Regions from separate parts of the Gossypium arboreum genome. Here region 2 is linked to region 1. Evidence: chromatin contacts called from public Hi-C data. All regions are on one chromosome and are shown on one strand. Each heading gives the region's core, a stretch centred on a gene start, on an enhancer-like site or on the middle of the called end of the contact. The rest is flanking DNA. Distances are from core to core; before and after follow the strand shown. Region 1 holds the start of LOC108450422 (60S ribosomal protein L35-like). Region 2 holds the start of LOC108450474 (psbP-like protein 1, chloroplastic).

Evidence for each region. Hi-C and Micro-C count contacts between places; a contact is called where the count stands out from the background.
Region 2: a Hi-C map of leaf shows a contact between it and region 1, with 4 times the contacts expected there. The contact joins the promoter of LOC108450474 here to the promoter of LOC108450422 in region 1. A contact is called at or near these places in 2 of 5 Hi-C or Micro-C datasets (both in leaf).

The regions. Positions count from the first base shown.
Region 1 is chr5:37,401,768-37,408,541 of ASM2569848v2, forward strand. LOC108450422 (60S ribosomal protein L35-like) reads right to left here and starts at 4,742. Exons shown (of 4, transcript XM_017748041.2): 1 at 4,608-4,742; 2 at 4,347-4,482; 3 at 3,528-3,684; 4 at 2,896-3,195. The coding sequence starts at 4,611. The coding sequence ends at 3,121. It also overlaps the pseudogene LOC108452737.
Region 2 is chr5:38,037,813-38,044,317 of ASM2569848v2, forward strand. LOC108450474 (psbP-like protein 1, chloroplastic) reads right to left here and starts at 2,544. Exons shown (of 8, transcript XM_017748115.2): 1 at 2,338-2,544; 2 at 2,108-2,231; 3 at 1,847-1,927; 4 at 1,639-1,721; 5 at 1,354-1,476; 6 at 1,191-1,262. The coding sequence starts at 2,403.

The DNA.
Region 1 (6,774 bases), core at 3,492-5,991:
TCCCGACCCGGCTCGGCCCAAAATGCCTTACCGAGGTCCGGCCAGTTTTTAAATGGGCCTTATTTTTTATCCAACCCATTTTTCAAGCCTTATTCTTTTATTAGGTTTTTTTATGTAACTTTAATCCAAAAAAATATTTAAACAATAATTTTGTAATAATTAACTTTCAATTCCCAATTATTCTCGTTAGAATAATGAAAAAGGAATCCAAGGTCAGTAAGAAACAACAATAGTTGAGTTTCTGGTCCAAAGCTATTGGTTTTATAATTCGTTTACTCCCATTTATATATATTTTTTTCAGAAAATTATTCAATCATTAAAAAAAACAATTTTTGGAAAATTGAAGTAAAATAAAAACCCAACATAAATACAATATTAAGAGGTTATCAGCTGATAAGAGCCTCAAGATGTGGTTGACTTTTGATGATAATGGTTTGAAACTTTCAAAGGAACAACAGCGTTGAAACGTAAGCCAAAGATGATGGCATTTGGACAATGCTAAGACTTGACTAATGTTGGTCGAGTAAGAATTTGCGGCTCTCATTTTCTGCTCTATTTTTCCCAATGTTTTTTAACTTTCAAATCTCTATTGTGTGGGTAATGTTAGACTGCCTTCTGCCTCCGAGTCTTGTCTGTGAAATTTATTTTCATTTTTAAATGTATAGCTAATTAATCACGGTGAGATTGTTGTTGTTGTTTTTTTTTAACACTTTTCTTCTAAATAAGATGGTTCTGACTATTTACGGTGTAATTAGAGTTAAAAGAAAAATGTGAGTTACGAAGGATCAAAGTTGATACTTTTATACGCTCTCCAGTATTTAATATAAAACTCAATGGATAAAAAAATCATGTTAATGAGATTTTCATTCAATAGTAAGACTAAACCCTAAAAACTAAAGTCCTAAGTTCGGGTTTCACCTTACCTAAATATGTGAGTTTTTTTCTTAATTAATTAATTAATTGTTGAATTAATTATTTAATTCAGTTATTATAATAATTTCCTTTTTTTTATTTCTTGAAACTTAAAAAACACATACCTCAACATATAAATCTTTACTTGAAGGTTTAGCTTGGAGGTCAAGCTGCATGGATTCCATTCCTTCTGTCCTCAATCGACTACTTTGATAGAAGCAGGGTGCAATGGTAGACTTTAGCAGGATAGTTTTAGCAAGTATCAGTAGTTAAACGGCACTAGTTTTTCGTTTTAATTAATCTATTTAATTTAATTAAATAAATCATAAAAATATTTAAAATAAATAATTTAATTTAACCGGTTTAATCATCTAATTCAATTGATCTATACATATTCTTAAATCAATCAATTTAATTTTTTAATTAGGTTCCATGATCATCAAATTTGAAAGATTTTGTTTTATTGTCTAAAATATACGACATTTTATTACTTCACTATGCCTGGGTTTAAAGAATTAATTATAAATAAATATAATTTTAATTATATTAAATCATTATAATGTAAAATATTAATTATTTTTATATCTTATGTAAATAAATTTAAAATTTATTCTCCAGTAATTATGATAAATTATGATAAAAACACTATATGAAAAAGTTAAAACACGATGAAAATGACAAAAAAATAGTTTAAATTTGTTGCCCTATTTGCATATCAACTCTATGCATCATTAATGCATCCCAAGTTGTCTGAGAAAAAATAAAATAGAAGGATTTTTAATAAATACTGTAAATTTGATTTAGATCTAATTAAAATTAAGGATAAATCGTTATCTAATTTTTATATCGTTTTCATTTTGAGTGAATCCTTATAATTTTGTTACCTAATTTTTAAGACACTTTCATTTGTCACCTAATTATTAAATCTTTAATAGTGGTTAATTGTACACATCAAATCACATTTATACTTTCATTTTGCTCACCTAATTTTTACATCGCTTTCATTTTGACAACTCAAAAAAAATATTTTTTTAAATATTGATTGAGGTAAAAATATATTAAGAATTGAATTGAAAAATAATAGAATTTAAAATAATGAATTAAAAATTGTCAACTTGTGCGTGTTTACCCTATCCGGAAGTTCTAATTTTTTTCATTATTAAAAAATTATCCCTTTATAATGTCAGCCGATTTATTATTATAATATTAAAATTAATTAATTAATTTAATCTTCTTTTAAAATTTTAAATTTTATTTTATATTTTCAAATTAAAATCAACTCAAATAACTTATCTTTAATAATTTCTACAAAACACAAATTTCTTTTGATTATATAATCTTAAATCTTCCATACTAAGTTAAAAACAAAAAAAAATCATTAAAATTGATTAAATTATTTAATTTTGTCGGTCATGCCAAACAAAACTCATAATTCTTTTCATCACTTCTTTATCCAAACAAAAACATGCAACTAATTTAATTAATTAAAAAGATTTTTCCATTCAAGATTATACAATCAAAAAAAATTAAATTTCTTAAGCAATTATTAAGGATAACTTGAGAACATAAAATAAAATTTTAAAATTTAGAAAGAGATTACCATATGACATCCAATGATTGATCCACATGTCAAATTAGAAGTGACAAAAATCAACAAACTATATGTAACATAAGTGCCCAAATTGCAAACTGTTTATTTTTAAATGCCTTAAATGGAAAAAATTTTATAATCCAACGACTAAATTGGGTTAATTATCGCTTGAGCTTGAACTCGACTACATTCCAACCCATAAAAGTATTCCATCGCCATTTAAATTCTCACTCAAGATTCGCCTTAATAACAATTGACATTGCCATCTTCATCGTTGACATCAATTAGGAGGGGTATAAAATCATGACTGAAGCGACCTCAGGGAATGCCGAGGAGAAGTTCCTAAATATGGCATTGACCAGCAAAGATCCCAGCATGACACTAGTGAGATGTTTCAAAACAAAGATAAATGGATTTCATTTCTAACCTCCATCTAAATTTCATTCTTAAGCAGAATGTCCCTCATTTAATTACCACTTCCATCAAAAAGATTAAAATCTAGATTTGACATATGGGAAAATGTTCAAAAACATAAAAACCAAACAAAATCACGGCTCGGGTTTTCACAAATAAGTAAACACAAACGGATTTCAAAATAGAATCTCAAATATCTTATCCTACACCTTAATGGCATACTTCCTCATGGGGAAGTACATTTCCTTCTTCTTTTCACGTTCTGTCTTCACCGATGCCTAGGGCAAGCAAACAAATCGATATTCAGATACAACCAAACAAGCTATACAAATAGCAAGCAAACTAAACCCGAATACATGTTTCAGATAGTTCTATGCATTCAAGATGGATGGAAGCTGCATGGCAGCTGAAATGGCACGATTTTATGTTATTCTGATTTCCGACTTTTCATTTTCTTAATGTACTCATGTCTGACACCTATAACAAGCACATCTTCAGACATGGGTATGTGAACTTAACCCGACACTCACACTAGGATTTTAGTAAAAAATACTTATTCAACAAAAGCTATAATAAAAGCATATTCGCATAATCAAAAGAATGTCTGTACCTGATGCTTGGTAAGCCTTCTCCTGATGGCTCTGGTCTTCTTTGGACGGAGATCAAGGGGCAAGAACTTCTTCTTCTTATATGCCTCCCTCAGTGCAGCCTTCTGCTTCTGTGAGATCACTGTCAACACCTGAGCAATTGACAACCTCACCACCTTTCTGCATTCATACAAACAGAAGAATCAAAATAACATGCCAAAGCCAATGAATCCGGAACCGGAACATGCCAAATCAACAAGGTCTAACAAAATATTGAACAAGTCAAAAATGAAACTCATATACAATGCACTCCAAAGTGTACAGTTTCAAAACCAACATATACGTTAGCCTAACTAGCTCTTTAAAAGCTGAACTTGCCAATCAAATGATATCGGAATCAATATCGCTACTTTGCTTTTCGCTTCTCATATAGTCACCAAATGATATAATTCGAGGGAGAAAAAATGGCATATGGCTAAAATAAATATAAATTCAAACATATTGTTCCATACATAAAAGCGAAATTATTAAGCTTCTTAATGAAAACCAATTTCTTAAATGTTTTAACGTTTTATTTATCACAACACATTTTAACAACTATACAGAAGGGAAACTTTGTTCCAGAGATACCAGCAATTCACTTTCACTACATAGCAAAAACAATATAAGAAAGTACCAATCGAACAAGAAAATCCTTTGTTAGAAACAAATGAATACCCATTTCTCCAAATAAACTAGGAAATCAAGTTCCATTTGCATATACCCAATTAACCCTCAACTTACGATCCATAGCTAACACATACAACAGATTAAAAAAGAACAATACAGAGAGAGAAAATTACATCTTGGAAAGCTTGTTAGGTGCACCACCGGTAACTTTGGCAACACGAAGAAGAGCGAGCTCAGCTTTGAGATCTTTCAACTGAGCCAAAAGCTCAGTTTTTGATTTCTGTCTCAACTCATGGACCTTGATTCTCGCTGTTTTTTTTAAGCGATTTACAAACAATAACATGAAACAAAGATTAAAACACATGAAAAATCCATGTTTCATTTTAGGAAATGTAAGAAAAATATGAACATTTTAAAGGTATTTGAAGAGTTACCCATTGCTTCTTCCGCTGCTCTTCAGAAGTGAGTGCAATGCCGGCTTCTCTCTGTCTTTCTTAAAGTATGATGAAACCCTAATATTAAAAGGAGACTAGGGTTCTAAAGAATTGGGTTAAAATTGGTTTATTTTATTGTAGTTTATTGGGCTATAATATTATATGGGCTTCTAAACTTGGGCCTGTTTGGATAAAGTCTAATGAGGAATGAGTATAGCTTCTCCACAAATCGATTTTTATAATTTCTCTAAAATTTAGTTTTTTTTAATATTTATATATTTTTTAATTTAGTCATCAATATTATAAAAAGAGTTAAATTTGACAATAAATATTTAAAAAAGAGTTGGATTAAAATCTTTAAACAACCCAACAATAATTACAATATTATTCTAGTAACATCATGTAAAAACCAAGCATCTATCCGCTGATGTTTCATGATTATTTCCGGAGGTTCCTAAAAGACTATTGGATCATAAGAGAAAGCTTTCATAATCCCAGCCAACGTATAAGCAGCTCTATTAATTTCTCTTGGAATCTTCTTAATGACCACCTTCCATTGCCTCCTACAAATCTCTTGAATTCTCAAGGTTAGGTCCCGGTCGGTACAATTACCTACAAGACCTATCTAAAATGGCTTCCACAGTTTGACAACAATTTGTTTCGACCAGAATATTAACCCAATTAGCATCCCACGTTATAAGAAGTCCATCATAAATAGTCCAAAGTTTAACCTGCCCAACATTGCATCTATCAATGTTTCTCCCAACTCCTCCACGCCACATACCAAGTTCTTCTCTAGCCACAACAGTTGTCGATGCAACTCCCGAAATAGGATCCCTTCACCCATCCTTAAAAAAAAAAGCTTTTAACTCTATTTACAATATTTAAGGAAAAGTTGAAAATTAAATTGGGTTAATGGTAAATTTAACTACTAATGTTTTTCATGTTTTGCCAAAATGACTTTAATTGTATTTTTTAGCCTTTTTTGGTCATCAACATTTATTCTTTATTTCAAATTGCTTTTATTTTTCAATGATTTGATGAAAGTATCATTAAAAAATTAACGGGTAATGTGGAATTTCATATGTGAAATATTTTAATGAGATATAATCTATTATTTAGGTAACCCGATAAAATAATTACATGTAAAAATTATAAAATAAATAAATAATTCATGAAGTTAAAAAATAACTTTTAACTTAAAGAAAATAAACGTAATTATCTAAAAAAAGGTTTCAAAATGAATGCACACATTCAATATTTTCGATATAGATTACATTCTATTAAAATATTTCACATATAAAATTTCACATCATCCCATTAAATTCTTAATGGTAATTTCATCAAATCTATTAAAAAACGTAATTTGAAAAAAAAACAAAGGTTTATAGCAAAAAAGACTGAAAATACAATTAAGGTCATTTTGACAAAGCATGTAAATATTAGTGACCAAATTTGTGATTAAGCCAATTAAATTTTACATTATAAATTTTTGTAAGAAATTTTTAATAATTCAATCAGATTTTTTATTGGTTAATTCGGTTGTTACATATTCATTTAACCGGATAAATCAACTCAAAATTTACGCAACAAATTCTAAATTTTTCATTTTTTTGTTAGATTCATAACACAGTATAATTTTCCAAATAAATCACATAAAATTTCACAATTTTTATTAAAAAAATCAGAAATCTTTGAATTTTGACTCTCAAATCAGATCTAATAGGTAATATAAACAGTAAACTCAGCACTGTCTCAAAGCCATCAGTCTCCTGCTGTTGATTGCTTGCTGGTATGGTCTTAACAATGGCGAAACCTTTTGCATTAACATATTTCCCAGTGCCACCATGATGGCCAAATGAGACTCCGATACACCGACCCGATGAACCCCAAAGAAGCTAAGGGTGTCAGCGTAGTGTCCACTCTCGAACATGGCCGTAAATGCCATGGTTTGACTGTTCCCATCGATTGAGCTAGCAACATAGAACCCTTGTGCCTTGCCTAGGAGCCCAGACCCTAGCTCATGTCCGACAGTCAGCTCGTCGTCCATGACCGTCATGGTTCCGAACATGAGCTTTTGCAGTGCCGACCCTGAAGGAAGTTGGCCCCCAGTTAGGACAGGGAAGTTGGAAGCCCCATTGTTTAAGTTATTGCCATTGTTTAAAGC
Region 2 (6,505 bases), core at 1,294-3,793, 630 kb after region 1:
AGTTTATCTATGTATTTTGAGAAGAGATTATATGAAACTGTGATTCCACGTCATCCTCATTCATTTTCTAATAGAAGAATGACAAATCAGATTTTCTTCTTATTTTCAACTTTTTTCTCTTGAAAAAATTCAAATCCAACTAAAAAAGCTGAAAATAAAGAGGAAAAATCTGATTTGTCATTATTCTATTGGAAAGGGATAAGGATGACGTGGAATCACAGTTTCATACAATCCCTTCTCACTTCTCATGTATTTTAGAGAAAAGATTGTATGAAACAGTGACGCCACGTCATCTGTATCCCATCCCAATAGTTTTATGCCACATCAGTATTTTTATCTTGAATTTCAATATTTTATTCTGAATTTTAGTATTTTAATTTGGATTTGATTTTTTTCAGGATAAAATTCTGAAATTCAGGATAAGAGTACTGATGTGGCATAAAATTATTGGAAATGGATACAGATGACGTGGCGTCACTGTTTCATACAATCCTTTCCCTGTATTTTAAGGGTGTTGGATGATCATATCCTCGTAGCTATGTCCAAAAATATATAATACAGATATTTCAAGAAAAATGAAGAGTTAGAGTAACATAAATTAGGAGAGTATTTGACATTCAAAAGCTGAAAGTCTATTTAGCAATTCCATATACTATAAATGATACGAATGGATCAGCTAATTAGACAGAACATTAATTCATTACATGAAAATAACTATAAGATGACACAACATGAACACATCAATCCATTCAAATCTTATGTTTTGTCAAAGTTTATATCGATGCATCAAACATGATTGTAAAATGTGAAAATAACATGAGCACATCATAAATACGCTTATTGTTAAACCATCTTAATATGATCGACACCTAAACATGCAGGTCCAAACAACATATCATAACAATCCCTGGAACACTACAAGAGGGTAATTAGATGAACTAGTTGAGAAACTTGTCCAGATAAAAGTAGGGCTGCATTCCAGGAAAATATAAACACTATCATAGGATGTGTTTTCATGTATGAGGCCTTGTATCCATGTCTGGATATGCATCGTCAGAACCAAGTGTTGAACATGAATACTTTAAAGAATGAAGAATCAGAGCAATATAGTCAAAAATAATAAAGGCAGTACAATAAAATAAAGGGTAACAAATCCATCTTTGAATCAAGCAAAAATGCAGGAAACAAACCTCTCCTGCCTGAATTAGCTTTGTTTTCTGAGTTGGAGGAGCCAAAACTTTCTTGATTAGTGTTTCAGCAACCTGTGAGAATTTATCGTGAGAACTAAGATCTCACTCTTTTTTTTTATGTTCTCAATATGATGATATATAATATAGACAATCCATGGCAAACCTCTTGTGGAGATCCGAAATCTCGAATATCTTGTTTGCTGGTTGGTATCATATTCACACTAACGCTTTCTAATGGCTCAATAACATCTTTGAACACCTTGTCTTGACCTTCAATAACTACTTCCTACACACTTGCAAGTGAGACTAGTTACTATCAATTCTAATTTTCATTAAATTGAATCCGTAAATTACTATGTTACTCTAAATCGGAGACACAACTGTTTATAATACTCACTCTCGAATCTGAGTACCATAGAATAGAGGTAATTAAATGCACAAAGTTTACCTGCCACCCAAATGGATAGAGAAATGTGTATCCATCTTTCTTGTCAGTGACTGGAAGAAATCCCTTCTTAGTTTCTGCAGCAACTGAACCATATGAATGTGTCCTCTTAGCATATCAGGAAATTTTATTCAAAGAAGCAAGTTGACTTGATTTTAATTAGATCCAAAAACATTGGATGGGATAATAACATTGGATCTAATACACATACATGCAATAGGAGTTCGGTCGACAATTGAAACCAAAGGAGCAGTGATGCCAACAGCAATCATTCGGCGTCTCCCACAACTATCTGAAAATTAAGAAAAGAAAAAAGAAATACAATATAAGCATTAATATATATAGAAAAAAATAATAAAGAAATGCTGTATAAAATCTCCACAAATACCTCTAATCCCTATGCCAGAATTTACAATTACTGGATTAAGAAAAATAAATTAAAAGAAGAAGAAGAAGAAGAAATTAAATTCACCTTGAAACTGAGAAGAGCTAGAAGAAGCAGCAGGTGGAGATGATAAATGTTCACCCCGGACATGAAGAGAAACACTTGTTTTACAGCAAAGAAATGCTCCATGAGAAAGCTTCTGCAACCCTCTCTGTTTAACGAATGGAAGGAGCAAAATCCAATCATAAAGAAAAAAAATAGAAAAGACCCAAAGCTGTAGAACAAAATAGACTGCCAATGTTGATGAGAAAAGAAACCTGGGGAGAGGAATTAGTGAACAATGTATGATGAAGGGATGGCATAGAATTCTGCAAAGCTGCCATTGTTTAATATTTTGTGTTTCAGTTCATATGAACTAGTGAAGAAAAAAAAAGTAGAAATCTTCATTGATGGTTCTGTGGTGGAGATTTGTTCATCTTTGGTTGTTATCCATTGAGAAAGCGTGCAAGTGGCTTTTCATGTCACACGTATATAAGCCCTTTTGAAGTCTACTAGATTTTGGTTTGTTGGATTTGGATTCGACTCACCTTCTCTCTTATTAATTTTCTTTTCATTTTAAGATATCTTGCTAAGTTGTAACCATTTTCTGTACAAAAAATTTTCAGACTTGAGCTTCCTTGCACCGTAAACTTGATATTAGAAATAGCTTTGAGGATAAGATTAGTTATTTTAATAATTGAGATTAAAATTAATGATGTGATATGCGTTTAAATATAAAATTAAAAAGATAGTAAAATTAAAATTTAAATAATTATTAAAGATATTAAATTAAAATGTGAATATATTAAAATACTTAAAATTTATTAAAATTATATTTATGTTAAAGAATGATTCATAATATCAAAATTCTATTATTACTTTATTAAAATATATTATGGAAAATATTTAAGTGGTTTTTGGGATTGTTATAATTTTATTAGCTGGGAGGGAGGTTTAAAGTAAATCGGCCCTTCACTAGAAAATATTCAAGCCGCGAGACATTGATGGTGTGAATTGTTTCCCAAATGTGACTTGGTTAGCATAAAGGGGTATATACCCGTTAGGGTGAGTTGGGATTAAAAGGAGTCCTTGGTGCTTAAAATTGAAAATAGTAAATTAATTTGATATTTTATAAGCACTTAATTAACATTCTTAAAATATATTAACGTGTACTTGATAATTAATAGCATGGTAATACGTGGCAATATTTCATTTTAGGCGTTTAAATTTTTATTCATTTTAGAATAGCTTTTAGTATTTATATGTATATATATATATTATTTTTATAACATATCAGATTTTTTATATTTTATTATTATTTTGAAATTTAAAACATATAAAATCTAAAAAATTAAAATTTATAAATTTACAAAAATATTAAAAATATTTTTGGCACTAGAATGAATATGGATACAGTTTATCTAAATACATTTGCATATGGACAACCGAATGCATTCTAGACATGTTTTTTGAGTAATTTTATTTATTTTAATATTTCATATTATGAACATATTTTTATATTATTAAATTAAAATAAATAAAATCTGATATTTTATAATATTTTACATTTTATACATTTTTATATTTTTATTTTATATAAATTATATATATTTTTATATATTTGGAAAAATATATTTTATAAAATCTAATATATTTTTATTTTTATAAATTTTATGTGAAATAATATATTTTATAAACATAAGATGTTATATATGTTTTAATTTCATAATGATATACAAATATAATATTTTATGAAAATAAAAATATATACAAGTACTCAAAAACATGTTTGAAATGAATTTAGACAACTTATTGTCTAGGTTCATTCTAGTGTGAAAAATATTTCTAATATTTTTACAAGTTTATATATATTTAGTTTTTTTAGATTTTATATATTGTAAATATCAAAATAATAATATAAAAATATAATATGTAATGGAAAGTTAAAATATATAAAAATATTAAAAGAATTATGTCTAGAATGAAATTTGACAAATGTTTGTCCATATGTGAATGAACCTAGACAATCAATTGTCCAACTTTATTCCCCATATGTAAAAATATAATTTATTTTATAAATTTTAAATATTTTATTTTCTCAAGTGTCAAAATGTGAGGCTACCACGAATCACCATGTTATTGGTTATTAACGCCACATGAGCGTATTTTAATCATGTTAATCAGATACCTAAAAAAAGTACCAGGTTGGGTTGTGGTTTCTAAGTTTAAGTATCAATTAGGTCCATAAAGAAAATGTATAAAGTGGGTACAAGTTGCTAACTTCAAGTACCTCCATATATATACTATTATTTAAACCCATGACTGAGTTGATGTCACGAGTCAACCAGGCACTAATTGGTTAGGAAATTACATGAATGTCATTCTTTAATTAAAATAAGTAATATTATTCGAGGATATTTTAGTATTTTTAACTTTTAAAAAAAATATGCATCTGATAAGATTTGAACCTCATGATAATAGTTTTAGTAAAAATTTGAATTTACCACTCAATTAAAGCTTTATTTTAATATTTTAATATATTTTAATCTTATTATACACACTATATTATTTCAATCAGTTGTATATATTAATAATATATTTGATTGAGTTGGTGTAACTAGTTAACTCGATACCAACTCAAGATTGATGACAACATTATGATAAACAAATTAATCTAATTTTTTCTTTTTAATAACGTAAATATTTAATATTTTATTATTAATTTGTTTCAAACCACACATTTCATTATTTATTATATGTTATTTTCAAACACACATTTATGTTCTAAATTTATGATTTCCACACGCATATGCGTGTGATAGAAACTCTAGTATATATTAACATTTTCTTTAAACTACACAAATGATTTAAGTTTAGGTGTTTGCTATCTAAATATAAAAAATTACATTATGATAATTCACGTTACCAAATTGCAACATTTTAATAATTCTTTCATTAATTTTCGTTATTCTTTAAAAATATGAAAACATGGTATGTAGCATAAGGATTAATAATTAATTTAACTCTTAAACTATAGCTAAAATTTTAGTTTGATATAATTAAGTATCAACTCAATTGAAAAATAATTAAAATAAATTATATTTTTAAAATAAATTATATGATTACAATTGTTTTTTTGTATTTATATATAAATAAATGAAAACATACACAAAATGATATTTAAACTTATGACACTATTATTTATAAAAATTTAAGTTTACTATTTTAATAAAAACTTCATTTGGTGTTACATAATTTTTAGTAATTAGTTTTTATATAATTATTTTTATCTGCGTGTACTGTAATCTAATATAGATAGCTTTATTGGTCGTCAAATTAGATAATAAAATTTTGCTAGTTCATGTAAATTCTACCTTGATTCCCCTTTTTGGGGTTTTTTCTCTTACAAACAATTAATTTAGAATTATGCATGCAACCAATAAATATATTCGTTTTTTCAAGAATATATATAAGAAAAACCCTAAAAGTAACCCATATATATTATATTAATTTTTTATTCCGTTCGAGGTTAAGTTGTATATATCAATTTTATATTTATTTATTAAAATTGTTGCAAATTAAATAAAATATATGTATATTTTAAAAATGATTATAAGCAAATTTTAGTACTTATTATAATCTTGTAATGATTTAAAACGGAATTAGAATACGTTATAGGAATAAATTAAGCGTGACAAAAGTTGAAAGCCCCATTCTGCAAATTTTACATTAAATTAGAAAAAAGAATAAAACTAATTAGGGTTTATTTTTATGCTTGTCAATAGTTGAGGAGTCAATTAATGAATATATCCCAAAAACGAAAATTTCAAATCCCATTCTTGTGTGAAATGGCTTTGGGTGGCAGTTATTTCCAATTAAAATTTATTATATAACTGTTTTACTTTTACATTTTTTTTCTTTATTTTTTGTCATTTCATTTTCAAACCCTAAAATCTAATATCATTCCTGGTTCATTGGAATAAGTTTTAGCAACTTTTATTAAATTAAATATTTAAATAAATTTTAATTTAATAAGGCTAAACTACAAAATAAAATATAACTTTAAAAATTATTAGTGCAAAACTTTTGAATTATTGGTGAGGAAGATATCAAACACATAAATAGAACATGAAAAACTACTTAAATAGAAAAAGCCCATCAATACGACAAGGTTTTTAGGTGTACATTAACCACTATCTTTAAGAGTATATTTGTTCCTATTGTGTGAAAATAATTATATAGAAATGAACCTCAATGATACAATAAAGTTCAATAACTATTTGTCTTTTTCACTAATGAAAATAATCTACTAATGATTGAGCAGATTATAATAAGAAAATCAATTTCTATAAAAATTGTGTAGCAATTCTTTACATGACAATCTAAGAATAGTAAAAGATGGAGGAAGAATAGAAATGAGTTTTGTTTTTGAATTTTTTATATCTC